Linked DNA regions of Pan troglodytes: region 1 is linked to region 2. The links are chromatin contacts, called in public HiChIP or PLAC-seq maps. All regions are on one chromosome and are shown on one strand. The core of a region is the stretch at or near the end of the contact, and the rest is flanking DNA. Distances in the headings are between cores, read along the strand shown.

Region 1 (6,392 bases), core at 1,602-4,101, 72 kb after region 2:
CACACTGCATGTCATCTGTACCTCTGCTAATACATCACTACTTCTGCTATAGAGTACAGTAAAAGCTTCTACTGTAACCTGCAGCATCTCCAGCAGTCTGAAACATAAGCCCACTGAACAAAGATAGTAATTCACGTTTAATACTTGTTTTCAAAAAACAATGACCACCAGTTTCCACAATGGAAAAGACCAACATCTACCATCTAAGTTTTTCCTGGCACATCATTCAACCAAGCACTTCACTGAAAGTAAGACTTCTCAGGTATCAAAAGAACAATTTATCTACCTTTACCTACAGGAACTACTGATGCCTATTTCCTATGGTGTCTTGATAAACTGTCTAAAACTGCTTCACCAATTGTTTGCTAAGTATTGTATTTAAAACAAGCATTTAAATAAAATGGCTTCTTTGATTTATTAAATAAAACAACAACAAGAATCATTTACCTTCTATCTCCACCAACGGTTCTTGGGTAAACTCCTGAAAGAATTTGTAGAAGAACTTACTACAAGCAGCCAAAACAGCCTTGTGAGCCTTAAAATGGTGTCCTAGGTAAAATAAAAAAAGAAAATCATACACAAGCACGAAAATCAAATGTATAACTACAAAATAGACTTAAAAATCATATAAAGCAAAATAGGTCTTCCTTCATTACATAACTACAGAAATTATTGAACTAAATGCAGAATATTCTTGGCAGCTATCTTGGCAAATGTTAATCTCAATTAGATATAAAGCTAAATCTTCACTTCAAACCCCTTTAGTTTTATAAAGGCTAATTTACAACACTAGGTAAGGAGCCTCTTGACACTTTGTTGTTTCCAATTAAGTAGTGAGAAGCATATCCAACTCAGTTGAAACTGCTAAATAAAAGGACAACCCAAAAGGTCACATATCATTTGGAAAGAGAGAAAAAAACCATAAGCACAAAGCTACATATGTCTGCTATGAAAAACATTTTAATATGCCTAATATTTGGAAGCTCCATCTATGGTAGACCCATAATTTTAAAAACAGGTTACCTTGAGAAACCTATTTTCGCTAAACAGAAAACATACCCACGCTGGATTTCCTTCCATTATAGAGGCAACTCCTAAGCCTGGTAAAGACCCCATTTTATTTTGGAGATTCTCAAAGGGGGTATGAGTGCTGCAAAGGAATCTCTCTCATTCTCCCTTCAAGACCATTTGGGAAACTAGAAAAAAAATCAACACTTCCCAAATGACTCCTCTAAGGGACTTCTCAAAGCTTACCAACAAGAGGCTATCAACCAAACATTTTGAGACAATCTGTCCCCAACGACATCATCTTGCACTCAACAGGATGTAAGAAGTTAAAATGAGATGAACACCAGACTACGTGGAAGGCATGACTGACCAACCAGCCTTCTGCAGCACGCTGTGTGAGTAGACACTGACAAGTGCAATCTGGTCCCAGTGCACGCACTCTGCAGACTTTGGTAGGGAGACCATAGAGGATGGGTTTAAAAAAAAAAAAAAAAAAAAAAAAGGCGGGTGTCCGAAGGACAGAAAAAAACTGAAGCCAAAAATTCGCTCCTCTGCCCACTGCCCTACCCACCGTCGACAATTAGGGTGATGTCAGTAAACCGGTCCTGCTCTCGCTGTTCATTCAATCGGTCGAGGATCATTTTATGATGTTCAGGGAACTCCTGAAGGCATTCCATCGTCTCTTCAGCCTCCATGGCCGTCGGGCTGCTCTACAAAAGAGCATGATAATGTACACCCATGAGCTCGAGCCGAGGAACAAAACCCCTAAAGCATAAAACAACAACAAAAAAACCCAGCAACGTGAAAAGAAGGGGGGAGGGTGAAGCAAGAGGAGAGAAAGACGAGGGAAGAAAGGCGAGCCGAGCGGCCCCGGCGCGTTAAGACCGGAGCCGCGGCCGCGGGACTCCGAGCCTGACCTAATTGGAGTCGGGAGACGCGAGCTAGAGCGGGGTGGGCACAGCGCCGGAGGTTCCGAGCGCCAGGGCGCGCAAGTCCAACAAGGGAGGGGACTCGACAGCCGTGGCGGTCCTCTAACGGCCCGCCAAGCCCTTCTGCCCGGCCGGGGCTCCCACCGCCCCGGGACCCGGTCCGGCCCGCGACCCACAACGACTCTCGGGTCGCCTCTCCCTCCCCCGCCCTCCCTCTTCTCCCCCGCCCCGACCGGGCCGGCACTCACTGAGGGAAGGAGGAGCGGCCCAGGCTTGCGCGTCACTTACGTCGACGCACACCGTCACCGCGTCGAGCTCCGGCTGACGCGGACGCCTTCCGGGCGCCGACCAGCAAGGGAACGGGCCACGCCCCTACCCACACCCCTCAGTGGATGGGCGGGGCCGAGCGCGGGGATTTGGCGCTCACGAAGGGCGAGAGCTTGCTCTCTGAGAAGAAACCGGGCAGCGGTGGGCTTGGGCTAGTGCAGGGCCTGGCAGGGCCAGAAGCTGGGAACCTAAGTCGTTGCCCTTCAACCTCTCACCCTCCCCAGCTTGACTCCAGGGGCGGACACTTCCCGACCCGAGCCCGGAATGAACTCGCCAACCGTCCTCACAGCCCAGCTACTGCGCGGCCCCTCCCGCCCCGTCCTGCCCCGCCCCCTTCCTTCCGAGACCTGGGTTGGCCCGCCTTACCTAGCTCGTGGGTCGCCCTCCTTCCTCTCCGTCCCTCAGAGCCTCTTGTTCCGTGCTTTCCCCTCCCAGGGCATAATGCGCCCCACGCCGTTCCTGACCCCTAACCCGTGGGTCGCCCTCCATTTTCTTCGTGAGAGCCGGGGCTCCCCTTCTGCTCGGGCCCCGCTGGCGCACGTGCGTTCGGTTGGGCACTCGGGCGGCCGCGGCCCCGGCAGCGGCAGCGACGGGCGCGAGCACGTTCGGGCCGCCCGGAATCTTCCTCCGCGAAGCGCGCCCTCCCCGCGCCCTGCCGCAGCACGTGCTTGCTGGGCTCAGGACCGGGAGCTGCTCAGAATTATTTACACCGGATCCCGTTAGTGCAGGCCTTCCCCACTCCTTTAAAGAGTCCAGGCCGGCGCGGTGGCTCGTGCCTGTAATCGCAACACTTTGAGAGGCCTGGGCGGGTGGATCACATGAGGTCAGGAGTTCGAAACCAGCCTGGGCAACATGGCGAAACCCCGTCTCTACTAAAAATACAAAAATTAGCGGGGAATGGTGGTGGGCGCCTGTAATCCCAGCTATTCGGGAGGCTGAGGCAGGAGAATAGCTTGAAGCGGGGAGGTGGAGGTTGTAGTGAGCTGAGGTAGTGCCACTGCATTCCAGCCTGGGCGACAGAGCGAGACTCCGTCTCAAAAAAAAAAAAAAAAAAAAAAGTCCAGTGACCCACAGTCAGCTGCATGTGACTGCTTCCTTAATTCCTCCAAAGAAATATTATATATAAATACATTTTGAGGATAATTCTATAATTGAGATTTACTTATTTTTTTCTCTCAAAGAACTTGAGAATTGGGATTACGGAGGAACTCAAATAGCTATATGGTAATAATGTAATCATAACTTCAACAGATATGTATTGAGAATCCTAGTACTAGACACTGAGAAGTCCAGCTGTGAACAAGGTATATGTGGTTTCTGCCTTTCTGAATCTTAAGTCTAGTAGACTGCATAGATATTTTGAACAGTAATTGCCTCGGTGCTTACTGATGAGTTTTGCAACACCTGAACAAGTAACTGGGTGTCAAGGAAAGCCAGTTGACCTGTAAGAAGAGATGTGGGCGGGCGCGGTGGCTCACGCTTGTAATCCCAGCACTTTGGGAGGCCGAGTTGGGGAGGAGGAGTTCAGCCCAGGAGTTTGAGGCCAGCCTGGGCACATAGCGAGACCCCATCTGTATTAAAACAAAAAATGTTTTTAAGTGATGTGAAGTCTAAGTGTTCTTAGCCAACAGTATAGCACATGCAAAGGCACCAAGATTATAGCATTCAGGAAACTGAAACAAAATGTTGCTGGATAGACGCACAAGGGTGCCTTATAAAAAGTGTTGAAGATGTCAGATTTTCTTTTTGCAAGGGGAAGCCTTGCCGCATGGTGACATCCTAAGATTTACTTTTTAAAGAGATAATTCTAGCCCCAATATGGAGAACAGATTAAATGGGACAAGCTGCTAGGAATAGAGATCAACTGGGAGACTGTTAGTAATGTGGATGAAACCATGGGGGGAAATGGAATTAGAGAGCTGGTCAGAATCTAGAGATAGGCTGGGCGCAGTGGTTCAGGCCTGTAATCCCATCACTTTGGGAGGCCCAGTCGGGGAGGATCGCTGGAACCCAGGTGTTCAAGACCAGCCTGGGTGACATGGTGAAACATCGTCTCTACAAAATACAAAAAAATTAGTGATGGTGTGCACCTATTGTTTCAGCTACTTGGAAGACTGGGGTGGGAGGATCGCTTGAGCTCAGGGAGGTTGAGGCTGCAGTGAGCTAAGATGGTGCCACTTCACTCCAGCCTAGGCAACAGAGTGAGACCCTGTCTCAAAAAAAAAAAAAAAAATCTAGAGATAGAACCAACATTGGCTGTAAAGCATGCCATAGATACTCGATAAATATTGCTGGATATATTGGTGACAAGGGAGAAGGAATAGTCAAAGATGGCTCCTGGATTTCTGGCTTGAGCCAGTAGATTGTTGGCACCATCTACCAAAATAGGAAATACAACTGGCGGAGCTGGATGGGGAGAGAGGATGGAACCAGAGGTGTTATTATAAGGAGATAATGTTAGAGGCCCTTGGATATATGGGCCTACATATAGTTTAGGGAAAAAGACTAACCGTACAGATAGAGATTTGCAAGTTTACAGCATAAAAGGAATATTGAAGTGTTAAGAATAGATGGGATTGTTTAAAGAGAGTCTGCAGGAGTGATAGGCTAGCTGCTTGTAGATTGAATTGGTGTTTTAAAATATTATCATCAGCTGGTGGCTCATGCCTGTAATCCCAGCACTTTGGGAGGCCGAGGTGGGTGGATCATGAGGTCAGGAGTTTGAGACCAGCCTGACCAACACGGTGAAACCCTGTCTTTACTAAAAATACAAAAATTAGCCGGGCATGGTGGCATGCGCCTGTAATCCCAGCTACTCGGGAGGCGGAGGTTGCAGTGAGCTGGGACCGTGCGACTGCACTCCAGCCTGAGCAACAGAGCGAGACTCTGTCTCAAAAAAAAAAAAAAAATAAGCTGGGCGCAGTGGCTCACGCCTGTAATCCCAGCACTTTGGGTGGCTGAGGCAGACAGATCACGAGGTCAGGAGATTGAGACCATCCTTGCTAACACGGTGAAACCCCGTCTCCACTAAAAATACAAAAAAATTAGCCGGGCATGGTGGCAGGCACCTGTGGTTCCAGCTACTGGGAAGGCTGAGGCAGAAGAATGGCGTGAGCCGAGATCGTGCCACTGCACTCCAGCCTGGGTGACAGAGCAAGACTCTGCCTCAAAAAAATAAATAAATATAAAATAACACATAAATTAAATTAAATATTATCATAATTGTTATTATTCACACAGCCCGCCACCATGCCTGGCTAATTTTTTGTATTTGTAGTAGAGATAGAGTTTTGCCATGTTGGCCAGCCTGGTCTCGAACTTCTGACCTCAGGTGATCGCCTGCCTCCGCCTCTCAAAGGGCTGGGATTACAGGCATGAGCCACCGTGCCTGGCCACGGTATTTCTTAAGATGAAGAAATTGGACACAAAAATAGGCTTTTTGGAAATTCCAGTATATAGGACCGCTCTTCTTTTACAGCAATTGAATTTAACCAAATGGAGAACCCTTTTCTACATAGGATTTGAGCTGTCCAGTTCACTATAATCCCCACCAATTTCTAATGTTTTAGACTCAGCTATCATTCATTTTCCTTATTTGCTTAGTCCCTGAAGGCATTTGAGTTTGGGACTCCTAGTCTATAGGGTCAGAATGGAAGAGAGTGTAGGACTTTTTATCTAAAAAGTATCAATGTTTATGGATTGAGTAGAAAAGGAAGAAGCTGAAAGGACTGAGTATTGCAGCTGAAGAAAGATGGAAAACTGGAAGAGTATGACATCAATAAGGCCGTGAAAGGAGAGTGTTTCAAAAGAGAGGGTGTGGGCCAGGTGCAGTGGCTCATGCCTATAATCCCAACACTTTGGGAGGCCGAGGATCACCTGAGGTCAGGAGTTCGAGACCAGCCTGACCAACATGGAGAAACCCCGTCTCTATTAAAAATACAAAATTAGCCAGGTGTGGTGGCAGGCGCCTGTAATCCCAGTTACTCTGGAGGCTGAAGCAGGAGAATCGCTTGAAACCAGGAGGCGGAGGTTGCAGTGAGCCGAGATGGCGCCATTGCACTCCAGCCTGGACAACAAGAGCAGAACGCCATCTCAAGGAAAAAAAAAAAAAAAAAAAAAAGGTGTGGT
Region 2 (6,486 bases), core at 3,091-5,590:
TTAGCCAGGATGGTCTCGATCTCCTGACCTCATGATCCACCCACCTCAGCCTCCCAAAGTGCTGGGATTACAGGCGTAAGCCACCGCGCCCAGCCAGTTATAAGCTTTTAATATACTCTCATAAAATTAGGTGAATGCATTGTGATGATAACAATTTGAACAATTTTTTAAAGTAAAAAGAAAAATTTCAGATGCAATTATGTAATCAAGTGTATCCATATATTATCCCAACTAGATAATTCCAACAAATAGAGACACAGAAAGCTTCTTGATGGCCTTAGGATTAGGGAGAAAAGATCTAATGAGCAGCTAGTTCAGGAGACCCGAAAAGACAGCTGGCTCAGCCCACACCACTTGGATGGGCGGCAGGGAGTCAGAATGAACTAAGATCTGCCGCTAAGGCCTCCCAAGTCACACGATTTTGCTAAATAGGGTACTGACTGCTTTCTGGAAAACCATCAATGTTCTCTGTGGAAGATGAAGAGTGGAGTTCTTCTTAGTTTCCTATTCTGCAACTTCGTTTTCCTTCTGTGCAACCCTCTTTTCACTTGATGTTTTCGCTTTTACTTTCTATTAATCTGCTTTCTCCTTACAGTTTTTTCCCCTTAACAGTTTTATTTTGCTCTCTAATCTTAAATTCTTCCCGCCATCCATGCCCTGAATTTCTCTAAGTCTTGGCTAATGCTCATATTCATAATGCTCATGTCAGACAATTTAGATTTTTGTCTCGATTTTCCAAGTGGTTAGCTGAAATCACTTTTTTTTTTTTTGGATTCAGAGTCTTTCTGTGTCTCCCAGGATGGAATGCAGTGGCATAATCACAGCTCACTGCAGCCTTGAACCTCCCAGGCTCAAGCAATCCTCCTCCCTCAGTCTCCCCAGTAGCTGGGACTACAGGCATGCACCACCACACCCAGCTAATTTTTAAAAAATTTTTATAGAGACAAGGTCTCACCATGTTGCCCAGGCTGGTCTCAAACTCCTGGGCTCAAGCAGTCCTTCTGCTTCAGCCTCCCAAAGTATTGGGATTACAGGCCTGAGCCACTGCACCGACCTATCACTTGGCTTTTGAACACAACTTGTCCATCTGTAAAACTGATTAATATTCCTCAGGATGCTGTATAATAATGGCTAAGCTAACCCTGAAGTTCTTGAGAGAAAGTAATTTAAGAACTATGATGTGGTTAATTCAAGTTGTAGACTATTATCTTCATAAGCAACTTGAATATTTTCTTCTTCTCCTGAAAATTAAAACTTCAATTCTAGAGACCTTTTTCTAGAATGACAATAGGAAATGACAAAATACAGAATGAAACAAATTTTATGAACAGTTCGTCCTTTCAACAAGTGAAAGAAAATCAACCAATGAATTAAAACTCTTTAATCCCTAGAGAAATACAGTGATCAGATTCAAAGAATGAAGTTGGATTTAAAGTTATATTTTAATTTTTAAGTTTCTCAAAATGAAACTATATATGTGACAAAAACATTAACCTACTAAGACAAAAATCTTTGCTTTTGTTTTTTTAAAAATGTATGATAAGTCTGTCATGCACCTGTAGTCCCAGCTCCTCAGGAGGCTGAGGCAGGAAGATCCCTTGAGCCCAGGAGTTTGAGACATGCCTGGGCAACATGGCGAGACCCAGTCTCTAAAAACAAAAAGAAAATAAAACAAAACTGTAAGTCTGAGGGCTTCAAGCTGTCTAATCACATGCTATCAATGTTAGAATTTGAAGCTCAGAAATCGTGGATGTGTAATGAATGACGGTTCTTTAAAGAAACCAACATTTGCTGATAAAAGTATTTGAAATGGTACCACTGCTTGCCCCAAATTAAACCTTTTCAACTAAAAACCTAGGGTTAAACCAAGAATATAAAGGGCTCTATAACCTATCTGTAGTTATTACTGGGGAATTCAGATTTCATATAAACCTGTCTTTAAATGTAGTTAGAAAAAAAGCACACACCTCAAACCAAATATCCAATCCACATTTTTTCCTAACACAGAAGGAGGCTTCTCTGAAGGTTTTTCCAGGCTTACCATTTAACAGTGGTCCAGCTAAAAATAAACCCATGAGGGTTTACTAGGCAAATTCAATGGCACACCAAACACCAGTCCATGGGGAGTTGGATTCAGCTTTTTCCCCACTAGCCTCTCGCAGGAATCCCCCCCTACATTCTCCCATCTCCTAATTAGAAAGCTAATTAGGCTTCCAAATGTAAATGCTAAATGGAGAGGGCGATCTGGGCTCAGGCCAGGATTCCTGGAACATCTAACACCCTCCTCTGTCCTCTGTTCGTGCAGTGAGCTGTGGGAAGAGAGCTGGGCAGCATGACTATTTGGGGCCATTTAACTTGCTGGAGGGCAGTGTTTACTCTCATTTGAGCGGAAAGCTGTGTTGCATAGACTGCAAACTCTGAAAAAATAAAATAAAAAAAACAACAACATGCCTTGGGATTTTAGTACTTTAAGGGAAAAAGTAAGTACATTTTCATAAACTCAATTATTACCATGGTGACACGAGGGTACAAGAGAAGGTCCTCTGGAGAACAGTTCCTGCTTCTAACTAGACAGCCTCTCAATAGAGCAGGGCGACTTCTGCAGTAACCATGACAACCAGAATTAGAAGTGCTGTTGCAACACTAACAGAAACCATCTTTTGAAGCGGTTCTGTGAATCACATTGAATACTGATGATGCAAGCTAGTGTGATACATACTTTTCAAACATTAAAAAAAATCTTATTACCATAAACAAATATTCACCTTAGATTCCTATTTGAAATCTTGACTTGGAATCACTTTTTTTCATCTGGTTTCGTTTGTTTCCCTTTTGGATTCCCGCGGCCTCAATTGCAAACGCGATTTGTGTAACTTCCAAACTTGTCAGAACTGCACGGGTAAGAGCTTAGAATGTGATTCATTCGCTCTTATTTTGAAACGGGATGAGGAATGGGGTGGGGGAGGGTGGGTAGACAGAGAGCCCTCTTGTCTACTGTACTCAGGAGGACTAAAACAGGCGAGGGAAGGGGAAAAGAGAGGAGAAAGGGAGAAAGGGAGGGAGGAGGAGAAGAGAAGGGGAGAGGAGGAGGAGGAAAGGAGGGAGGGAGAAGAGGGAAAAGGAGGGAAGGAGGGAAGGAAAAAACGAAAAGGAAAGAAGTGCTATAGTAGAATCTTTGCTGCCCATGTTACCTATTGCCTTGACTTCTCCATCTGCCAAGATGTGTCAAGCACGCAGAAGCTGGCTGGAATCGATATTTTAAAGACCCGGTTGCGATCTTTTCCTGGTCGTATCAAGGAGTCCTGGAGCTTCTAATATTCCTGGAGGGATATCCAGGAAGAGGAAAAGAGGCTCTTCCTTACTTCGTGCGGTCTTCCAACAGAAGCACCTTTCGCTGGGGAGCGTCGCGGCGTGGGGTGCAATGGAAGGTTTTGTTCTCCTGGGCCACATGCGTTAGATGTCAGTTCCCTCCACCAGCAGCACCGGCCGGCGCGCGTGGGGAGGTCACGCCGGTCCTCTGCCCTTGTAACAAACTCTCCAGATTTGGTCTGGTGCCTTAGGGCTCTGGTCCAGCGCACCCGCTGTGCGCAACGCTAGGCGCTAAGCTGCCCTCCTCGGCTCACGTGTGGACGCGCACGCAGACACGAGTGTCCACACCATACAGAGACATGGGTGCACACACGCGCGCACATAGACATGGGCGCCGCACATGACACGGGCACCACACATGACACGGGCACACACGCGCGAGCACGCTCTCGCCCTGGCTCTAATGCCCCCTCCTCTCGCGTGCGGATCGGCCTGGGCAGGTGTGGGGGTACGCCCCAGAAAGCGCCTAACCTTCTTCTGACCCCACTTCGCAGACACCCCGTGGCAGGGCTTCCTTTCTCCCTTGGGTCGCGGGGAGGAGAGGCGCCTCCTCCTCAGCCACCCAGGTCTGCAGCCTAGCAGAGGAAGGGTGGCGGGGTGGGGGTGCTGGCGGCGAGTCCCCCAGCCCCTCGCTTACCTTCGTGGCGAGGCCAGCTCTTGGGCTTCGCTGCACGGCGCCAGGCTAGGCGCGCTGGGTGGTTGCCTCTGGAGCAGGAGCGGTCGGTGTGTGGATGTCCCGAGGTGAGGGCGCCGCTGTCGCGCTTGAGGCTCCCGGAGCTGTCAGGGGCGGCCGACCTGACCGGCAGCGGCCCAGGGCAAACCCCGCCCTCCAGCCTAGGCCGGCTCCGCAGCGGGGACCGAGACGCCCCACAGCGTTTCCTGAAGGACCAATCCGGAGCGAGGGGCTGGCCTGGGGAAGGAGGGACGGGGGGCCTGTAGTGCACCCGGACGCCGGCCTGGACCTCGTAAGCTGGTTTCTATGGCAGCCAGGAGGGAGGGGCGAGAGGGAGGGGACGCGCGGCGCAGGGACACCCAGTGCAGTCGCTCGGGGAGGGGGGTAATTGGGCCTGACGCAAAGAGGACCCCTTCTAGAGTCTGGATGGGAGCAGGTACACCGCCGAAAGCGGGCTGACACAGCTCCCACCGACGTACGCCTCGTGCCGAGCGGTTCCAGCGCTTCAGCAAGGGTTTCCATGTCCTTGGGAGACCGTGACCCAGTAATCCTCCCAACAGAAAGGGGGTTTCCAGCAAACCACCGTGACAGCTCCTCCGGGTGAGTCGGGCAGGGTTTAGGTTCTGCGGAAAGAAGTGCTAATGTCACCCTCTGCCTGGATTCCTGGCATACATCGGTTCCCCTGGTGCCACTTTGTCACTGGCTCCCTAATCTCCTGCTAGGGAGATACTCTCGGCTGTGACCCTCAGATGCCAAAGATTATTTTTCTATTTTATAAACTAGAAATACTGTCACTGGATTGAACGTAGAGTTGGAAATGGGATTCGCAAAATACTAAATAAAACATACCGGTTATTTACTGAAGTTTAAGCCCTTCCTTTTACAGAGACAGAAAAAAAAAAAACTGAGTTCAGAGGTGTCAGTTAACTTAGCAAGGGTCACACAACTGATTAATGGCAGAGCCAGGACTAGACACCCTAAGTCATAGTTCTGCGAGCATTCTTTCTACTTCCTCCTGCTCTCCATCCTGTATTGATTGCCAGAGCAATATTTCCAAGAGCAAAACTGTTAAGTAGCAACATAACCCATGTCTACAATTCTTTTATGGTAGAAACTAGGGAACCCCAAAATTCCTTTTTTGCTATTTGCCAGGCATTGTAATAAACTCTTTTACAAAGAGTAACTGATTAAATCCTCATGATAATCTATGGGTTAGGTACTGTTACTGTCATCCTTGTTTTGATAGATGAAGAAACTGAAGCCCAGAGAGGTTATAGGATTTGATCAAGATCACACAACTGTTGAATGCTGGCTCTGGGACTCTAACCCAGTTTGTTTGACTCCAGAGTTGGTGTTCTTCATTACTTTGTCTCTGCTGCCTGTTTGTGTGATGATTAAAGGGGTCAGGAACGGGAAGGGCAAGAAATAAAAACCTTGGACAGCTCCATGCACTGACGGTTGAGATTGGAAAGAAAATTGAAAGAACCTGAAACAACTGCTTCCTTGGCTTCTGAGAGTGGTCATCTATTTATGTAGAACAAGGGTTCTCTCGAGAATATTTGTTTTTAAAGAGACATCCCCTCCTCAAAAGACAAGAGGTTTGTTTTTTTTTTAAGAGTAATCTTTAAAATAGTACATGCCATCAGTCTATTTTCTTTCTAATGCAATAAAATGCAGGGAGAAACTCTACATATTTTTAAAGATATAAAAGACCCTTGAATTCAAATACACAGAATAAAATTTCATAGAGAAATTGCCTAGAAACCAAGAGCCTCAAACACCCAATCTGACAGAAGCTCTCTGTGACATAGATCCTCACCATCACACCCCAAAGAGCATGCACAAGGCAGAGGCGATGATAGGTTCTAGTAGCTTAAAAGGTTACTGAACACTTTAGGCTAATACCATCACATTGGGAGTTAAAATTTCAATATATGAATTGGGAGATACAAAAATTTAGTCCATAACAGAACCCTTCCCAACTTTTATCTTTCTTTCAGGAATCTCTATTTTATACTATGTGTGTCAGACCTTCTCATTCTATTTCATGTCTTTTCTCAGATTCTCTAGATTTTTAACATTTTGTGCTACATTCTAGGTAATTTCTTCAGATCTACCTTCTGTTCATGAATTTTCTCTTGCACTAACCTGCACACTGACTTTATGATAATGCAAATATAATTAAATCAAGAGGTTTGAGAGTGCCGATTTCAGTATCTTTCACAGCAGGGGTGAATTGATAGCTTAAAATTGAATCACTTATTTACAACAACTAGTATTATTAAAATCCCTTTTTTCTTAACTTTATAGGAAACTTGTAAGAACTAATATTTCTTGTAAAAAAACCTTTTTCTGAGGTTTAGCAACTTTTTCTGCTTTCCTTCTTATTTCTGTTAAATCCAATAAAAATTAAACTGAAAGGCCGGGCGCGGTGGCTCACGCCT

The links. HiChIP or PLAC-seq counts read pairs in DNA pulled down with a chosen protein or histone mark.
Region 1: an H3K4me3 HiChIP or PLAC-seq map of stem cell-derived excitatory neurons shows a contact between it and region 2, with 4 times the contacts expected there. The contact joins the promoter of ZNF131 here to the promoter of NIM1K in region 2.

The regions. Positions count from the first base shown.
Region 1 is chr4:69,673,171-69,679,562 of NHGRI_mPanTro3-v2.0_pri, forward strand. ZNF131 (zinc finger protein 131) reads right to left here and starts at 2,852. Exons shown (of 7, transcript XM_009449220.5): 1 at 2,631-2,852; 2 at 1,580-1,718; 3 at 448-549. The coding sequence starts at 1,703.
Region 2 is chr4:69,599,967-69,606,452 of NHGRI_mPanTro3-v2.0_pri, forward strand. NIM1K (NIM1 serine/threonine protein kinase) reads right to left here and starts at 4,341. Exons shown (of 4, transcript XM_526936.7): 1 at 4,007-4,341.